Linked DNA regions of Macaca mulatta: region 2 is linked to region 1. The links are chromatin contacts, called in public Hi-C maps. All regions are on one chromosome and are shown on one strand. The core of a region is the stretch at or near the end of the contact, and the rest is flanking DNA. Distances in the headings are between cores, read along the strand shown. Region 1 holds the start of EIF5-DT (EIF5 divergent transcript). Region 2 holds the start of MARK3 (microtubule affinity regulating kinase 3).

Evidence for each region. A called contact is a pair of places that touch in the nucleus more often than the background predicts.
Region 2: a Hi-C map of blood shows a contact between it and region 1, with 2.8 times the contacts expected there. The contact joins the promoter of MARK3 here to the promoter of EIF5-DT in region 1. A contact is called at or near these places in 6 of 14 Hi-C or Micro-C datasets (CD4 T cells, blood, fetal cortex germinal zone and 3 more).

The regions. Positions count from the first base shown.
Region 1 is chr7:176,740,935-176,744,535 of T2T-MMU8v2.0, forward strand. EIF5-DT (EIF5 divergent transcript) reads right to left here and starts at 1,546. Exons shown (of 1, transcript XR_013396599.1): 1 at 301-1,546. EIF5 (eukaryotic translation initiation factor 5) reads left to right here and starts at 94. Exons shown (of 12, transcript XM_077941891.1): 1 at 94-163; 2 at 303-511; 3 at 1,546-1,825; 4 at 1,929-2,010; 5 at 2,562-2,734; 6 at 2,991-3,102. The coding sequence starts at 1,754.
Region 2 is chr7:176,803,428-176,807,028 of T2T-MMU8v2.0, forward strand. MARK3 (microtubule affinity regulating kinase 3) reads left to right here and starts at 1,963. Exons shown (of 16, transcript XM_077941944.1): 1 at 1,963-2,652. It overlaps LOC144330433 (a long non-coding RNA gene), which reads left to right and starts at 1,963. Exons shown (of 1, transcript XR_013396611.1): 1 at 1,963-2,412.

The DNA.
Region 1 (3,601 bases), core at 296-2,795:
CGGAAGGACGCGATTGACGTCGCAAGCGAGCCAATGACGAGCGAACTGTGGCAGACCTCCAGCCAATGGGCAGTGAGGCCTGACGCGGGGGGCGGACGCTGGGGCCGAGGGTAGCTTGAGCGCGGCGGCGGCGTTGTTCAGTCAGAGCGAGAACATTCCAGAGGTGAGTCCGGTGGTGGGGCGGCGGCCCCGCGCCCCCTGCCCGGTGCTCCCCGCCCCCTCGACCCCGCGGGCCGCTGGCTGGCGGGGAAGGCGCACCCCCCGACCCGCCCGCGGCTCACGGCGCCGTCTCTCCGCGCCAGGTCGCCAGGCTCCGGCGCTGACGGGTGTGGACCGCGGACGTCGCTGGGACAGCCCCTCCCCGCTGCTCGGCGGCGGCACCTGGCCCGGCCGCTCCTCGCTGCGCTTCGCCTCCGCCTCCTTGGACTCGGACTCGGGTTTAAATCGCGCCTCTCTTCATCCCAGTCCCGGGCGAGCAGCGTTGGGTTTATGTCTTTATTTGACGAAAACGGTGAGTCGCGGGCGCGGCGGACCAGGAGATGGCGGCCGCACAAGATGGCGGCGGCCGCCGCGTGACCCCGCCGCGGCGTGTGGCGCAGTTTGGGCGGACGGCGGGCGGGCGCGGGCTCGGGCACCGGCCGCCCCCTCCCCGCGCGCTCCCCGGCCTGGCGTCGCCCCCTCCCCGGCCTGGCGGGAGCGCGTCGCGCGTGCCCGCCGCTCGGGCTGAGTCAGGCTTCAGCTGCTGCATTTGTGAGTCATCGCGCGCTCCTGGCGGGGGCGGCCCGAGCCCCGGCACCCCTCGGCTGGGTGTCGCTTCCCGGCTGCGCACCCTCCGGGGCCCGCCGGCTCCCGGGGGACGCGCTGGGGATGGGGCCAGACGCTCGGGTCGCGCGCCGCCCTCCTTCGCGGAGGTGTCCGGCTCGCCAGCCCCCGCGGAAACGCCTCGGAGCGCCGTAGCCATGGGGACCGGGTCGAAGGTTAACCGAGTGTTTGAATAGCGAGGAAAAGGGAGGCCGGGCCGAGCCTCCCTTGCTTAATGGCACTTTTGGGCGAGCACTGCTTCTAAGGAAGTGCTGCTTTGAAGTAAGCCATGGTTGCCGAAGCAACAATTAGTGGTAGAGAATAGTTTCCTAGTTACCCCTTAAAAATGATGGCGAAGGGGGGTGTGCCTGAGAAGTTTCCTGATCCAGGCCGGGTGGGGGCGGAGAGGGTTCGGGTTCGTTCTTCAGCACTTCTAGGATGGCCGCAGAGGCAAACCTGCTGATTGCTGTCGGTCTGATGGAAACTCACGGCGGCTGAGGCAGCGCAGCTTCTGTTTTCTTATCAGGCATTTCCCTACCAGAGTCACAGCTTAGTCGAAATGGAGGCCTTTTATGTTCCCGCAGGTTGTACTGTGTGACGTGAGAATGACTGCTTGTGATCTCAGATGGTTTTTAAAGTGGAATTAAGCAGAAGCATTACTAGGATGTAAAAGGAGGTGTTTCCATCCAGCGATGATGTTAAACCTGGGGGGATTTTTGTGTGTTCTTTCCCTTTCTTTTTCAGAGCTGTTGCGCAGCCATTGGTACCTGTATTGGGGAAACATAGCATACAAGCAAGAAGCTTACAGCCTCAGTGGCGAAAATTTTTTCATGTCAGAGACCGAGAACTCTTGCAGTCGTTTATGTCATCCCTTCTTCTCCAGACAGAAGATACCAAAAAGTTGCAATCAAAGATCTCTTCATCTTATTGATAAAGCCACTAATAAGCCAAAATGTCTGTCAATGTCAACCGCAGCGTGTCAGACCAGTTCTATCGCTACAAGATGCCCCGTCTGATTGCCAAGGTAATAAACTACTCTTCAATTTAGTTGATAACTCTTTTTGTAGAATTTTGGAGTTTGCATCTGTCAGGGGAAACTGCACAATTAAAATTCTTATTTCCTTTAGGTCGAGGGCAAAGGAAATGGAATCAAGACAGTTATAGTCAACATGGTTGACGTTGCAAAGGCGCTTAATCGGCCTCCAACGTGTAAGTAAATCTTGGAAAAGTTCATAAAGGGCATATTATGGGATAGAGACCTCAAAGTAGTTGAGCTGCAAAACTTGTTCTAATTGTATGCTGGCTAATTAGCTTGCAAGTTAGTGAGGTACCGTGGTTTATTGGTTGCCATGAGTTCACAAAACTACCAGGGGAACACATTTAATTAAAGTGGATGGCCGGGTGCGGTGGTTCACACCTGTAACCCCCAGCACTTTGGAAGGCTGAGGCAGGCGAATCACGAGGTCAGGAGTTCTAGACCAACCTAGCCAACATAGTGAAACGCTGAATCTACTAATAATACAAAAATTAGCCAGGCATGGTGGCATGCCCTGTAGTCCCAGCTGCTCAGGAGGCTGAGGCAGGAGAATCACTTGAACCCAGGAGGCCGAGGTTGTGGGGAGCTGAGACCATGCTGTTGCACTCCAGCCTGGGTGACAGACTCCATCTCAAAAAAAAAAAATAAAGTGTGGGTATAAATGTGGGTGAATAACCAAAGATTTAGTTAACTAACGATCCAAATTCCTCTTTCATTCAAATAGATCCCACCAAATATTTTGGTTGTGAGCTGGGAGCACAGACCCAGTTTGATGTTAAGAATGACCGTTACATTGTCAATGGATCTCATGAGGCGAATAAGCTGCAAGACATGTTGGATGGATTCATTAAAAAATTTGTTCTCTGTCCTGAATGTGAGAATCCTGAAACAGATTTGGTAAGTGCTTTTGTGGTTGTCAAAAGAAAAAGCCATATGCCTTTTGTTACCGTTAAGTCACCTTCGTGAGAAGGCAGCAAATATAAGTCAAAGACAAAATCTCCAGTTTTGGAGATATTTCTGTTCTTTTTTTTTAAAGTAGGTCACTGTGAAAAAAGTTTCCTTTAGATGTGAAGCTGTCTGTAGTTTAAATGTCTTCTGATTAGATATTTTCATGTTTATGTTGTGGATAACATACTTGTTATTTTTTTGGCAGCATGTCAATCCAAAGAAGCAAACAATAGGTAATTCTTGTAAAGCCTGTGGCTATCGAGGCATGCTTGACACACATCATAAACTCTGCACATTCATTCTCAAAAACCCACCTGGTGAGTCTTCTGTGATGAACTCCTAAGATCCTAACATAAAGTAAACTAACTGTTGGGGACAAAATGGAAGGTTTTCTTGTAATAGGAATGTCAGGGAGACTGGGCATCGTGTCATGCTTGTATTCCCGGCATTTTGGGAGGCCAAGGTGGGCTTGAGGCCAGGAGTTCAGGACCAGCCTGGCCAACATAGTGAAACCTGTCTACTAAAAATACAAAATTAGCAGAGTGTGATGGTGTGCTCCTGTAATCCCAGCTACTCAGGTGGCTGAGGCATGAGCATCACTTGAACCTTGGAGGCAGAGGTTGCGCTGAGCTGAGATCTTGCCACTGCACTCCAGCCTGGGCAACAGTGACTGTCTCAAAAAAACAGTGTAAGGAACCTTTTAGTCTTTGCACTATATTTTACCGAATCTAAGCTATCTTTCAAAAGTGTATTGTGAATTACCATTAAAGGTGAAAAATCGGCTGCCAATTAAATTGTGCCATATCAAGGCAGATT
Region 2 (3,601 bases), core at 713-3,212, 63 kb after region 1:
GACTGGAGTGCAGTGGGGTGATCTTGGCTCACTTCAACTCTGCCTCCCATGTTCAAGAGATTCTCTCGCCTCAGCCTCCTGAGTAGCTGGGACTACAGGCACACACCACCATGCTTGGCTAATTTTTTGTATTTTAGCAGAGATGGGGTTTCACCATGTTGGCCAGGCTGGTGGTCTCAAACTCCTGAGCTCAGGCAATCCACCCACCTCGGCCTCCCAAAGTGTTAGGATTACAGGCGTGAACCACTGCACCTGGCCCCTATTCACATTTTAAATAGAACCACTCTTGGCCTCCTGGGCACTCCCCTCTGAGGGTTAGATGGGAGCCCTGAGTGTTATCTTAGTCCTCAGGTGTTTTAACTTTGGGAGCCTCTGGCCCCTCTGGGAGTGAATCTGGCGTTTAAAGATACATATATTTGGCTGGGCACAGTGGCTCACGCCTGTAATCCCAGCAGTTTGGGAGGCCTCACGAGGTCAAGAGATCAAGACCATCCTGGCTAACACAGTGAAACCCCGTCTCTACTAAAAATACAAAAAAATTAGCCAGGCGTGGTGGTGGGCGCCTGTAGTTCCAGCTACTCGGGAGGCTGAGGCAGGAGAATGGCGTGAGCCTGGGAGGTGGAGCTTGCAGTGAGCCGAGATCGCGCCACTGCACTCCAGCCTGGGCAACAGAGCGAGACTCCGTCTCAAAAAAAAAAAAAAAAAGATACATATATTTCCTGGAGCAAGAAAGGTCTCAAACATCGCAAGACAGTTGGGATGCCAACGGATCAAAGGGGAAGCAAGCATGACATAGCCACCCACTACAAGGGCTTACCTATTATCCAAGCTTTGGGAACTAGGTTAGAATCCCAGCTCTGTCGCTAACCAACCTGTGTACTTTAGCCAAGTCACTGTACCTGTCTAGACTTCGGATCGCATGTGTGTCTGTCCATCTCACAGGGTTACCCTGAGGCTAAATGAGGTAACAAATGTCATGAACCTACAAGGTAGACTTGACTCTCGGTAACAGTTAGTGTCACCCCCATCCCACACTACTCTCCCTCTTCGGACCCTGCACCCATGGATTCCATCCACCGCTGGCCAGGAGCTGAGTAGAGGCACCGAACACGTGAAGAGGTGAATGGGCAAGGAAGGTTTCTAGGTCAGGTAGCATTTCCAGGGTTCCCGCCTGCAGGCGTCTACCGAGTCTGGCCCGAGGCTGGCACCCAAAGATGCTTCCAGTCTCCAGCAGCGACGCACTGACTGTAAGAAAACTCTGCTTATAAATTCCGCACAGGCATTTAGGAACTGGTCCCTGGGGGCCTCTACAGATTCATTTCGCCCCCGACTCCATCCCCTTTGTGCCACCCTCGTTATTGCACTCTTCCATCCGGATGGCATTTAGCTGGGTCCAGGTCTGTCACCCGCCTGACCACCAGCTCCTTGAGGGCAAGAGGCTCCTGCTGCCCTCGGAGTCCGGCCCAGCCCGCAGCTGCTCAGATCCGGAGACGGGAAGGTTTGTGGGCGAGAGCCTGACGCCCGGGTCACAGTTAAGGATGCAAGAGCCCGGCTCCTTCCCGTAGCCCCGGCCCTGTCATTAATGCTGGGGCTCCAGTCGGTGCAGCGCAGTCCGAAGGATGCAACCGCAACTTTTGTGCACAGTAGGCTCTCGATCTGTAATCCAGCCAACCCAGGCCTGTAGTCTGTAAATGCCAACTCAGCGGGAGGGCTCTGGCTGTCGCCCAGGGCCGTTTCTCGGCTCTTTCGGGGTTGCCGGAGCGCTCCGTACAGGAGGAACCCGCCGCCCGCGGTAGTCAGTGGAGACCCGGCCAGCGCTTCCCCGCCCTCTTCACCGCCCCCGCGGCGGGGTCTGGGCCAAGTCGCCCCTAGCAACAACAGCCGGGCCGGCTTTCTCAGGCCACGCTGATTGGCGGGACTCCGGGAGGCGGCCTGTCGTCACTTCCGGCAGCCGGAGGCAGCAGAGGAAGCCGAGGAGCGGCCATCTTGGGTCCGTGAGGCTCCGAGGTGCCGGGGTGCGGCGGCAGCAGCGGCGGCCAGCAGGGCGGAGGCTGAGGCAGCAAGCTCGCTAGAGAGGGAGAAGCAGCCGGGCGCAGGCGCCTCCTCCGCAGCCCGCTCCATGGTCAGCGCCCACAGCCCGCGGCGGCCTGTCTTGCGCTCCACTTCCTTCACATCCTCCTCCGCCTCCTCTTTTTCAGACGCCGCCGGCGGCGCTGTGTGGAGGCCCGGGAGCTGAAATTCGCGGCGCGACGGGCGGGAGTGGAGAAGGAGGCGAGGGGGCCCGGGATCGCGGGGCGCCCTGAGGCGAGGGGACGCCGGCGGGCCGAAGCCGGCAGCTCGCCGCAGGCTCGGCTCCGCCACTGCCGCCCTCCCGGGCTCCTCGCCTCGGCCGCCGGGGCAGGGAGAGAATGAGCCCCGGGACCCGCCGGGGGACGGCCCGGGCCAGGCCCGGGATCTAGACGGCCGTAGAGGGAAGGGAGCCGCCTTCCCCACGGCGCCGCTTCGAAACTGCCGTGGACTCGAGGACGCTGGTCGCCGGCCTCCTAGGGCTGTGCTGTTTTGTTTTCGCCCTCGCATTGTGCAGAATTAAAGTGCAGTAAAATGTCCACTAGGACCCCATTGCCAACGGTGAATGAACGAGACACTGAAAACGTAAGTAACCTGGGCGTTGTAGTTGGCGGACCTTCGGGGTGGCCTTCGTGCTCCTCGGGCAGTGCCTTGCAGTCGGGTGTTCCCCCCCAGCCCGAACGCTCTGGAAATAGAGGGCAGGCCGTAGTCACCCAAGAGGCAGCCAGGTCGGACCGTTTCCTCCAGAAGTCCGCCCTGTCCCGCGGGCGGGTCCACGAAGTATATCGATTATGCCTGCAGTCTAGTCGATTAGTAAAGCCCATAAGTTGCATCGTTACGAATCGGTGCTTTGAGAGGCCGGGTTGCCGCTCAATGGATTGTGCAAGTGTGCGTGTCAGATCACTGCAGTGGTCAGTGCTTATTTTAACCGAACTCTGCTTTTAACTTGGTCAGGCATTTCTTGAGAGACTATCATATTAATACCATATGTACTGGTGCTGATTAAGAGTAATCGATTGAGTCAAGTGGGCTGTCTCGTTCTTTTAAGATGGAACTAAATTTAATCACAGTCACTAAGTGTCTACTGAGGGATCTTTGCGGTCCCCTTAGGAATTCCAAAACACTAGCGCGCAGCCTTTATTAAGGCATAGGTTCCTTTCCATACAAATCTTTTTTGAAGGAGTTAAACATTTTAAAAAGCAGAAAAGCAGATGTATAGTGAAGTTGTGCTCTGCCACTCACTGCCTAGCTGAGGGACACCCGCTGGGGCTTCGCTGTCCTCCTTCCTAAAAAGAGGTTGACTTAGATGAGCTCTTAGGTCCGTTTCAGCGCTCACAGGCTATGATTTTATAAAAGGAACCTTTGATTTTGTGCATGTGAAACTACAAAATGCCAGGAACAGCATTGCTAGAGAATGAGAACTTGTAGTAGAAATGCCATTGAAGAAACGTTTGACAAACTCTGTTCGTTTTCTGAACTCTCCTCTAACACTGGCTTCAAAAGTGTTTCAATCTAGTTGTTTCCTATATTCTGT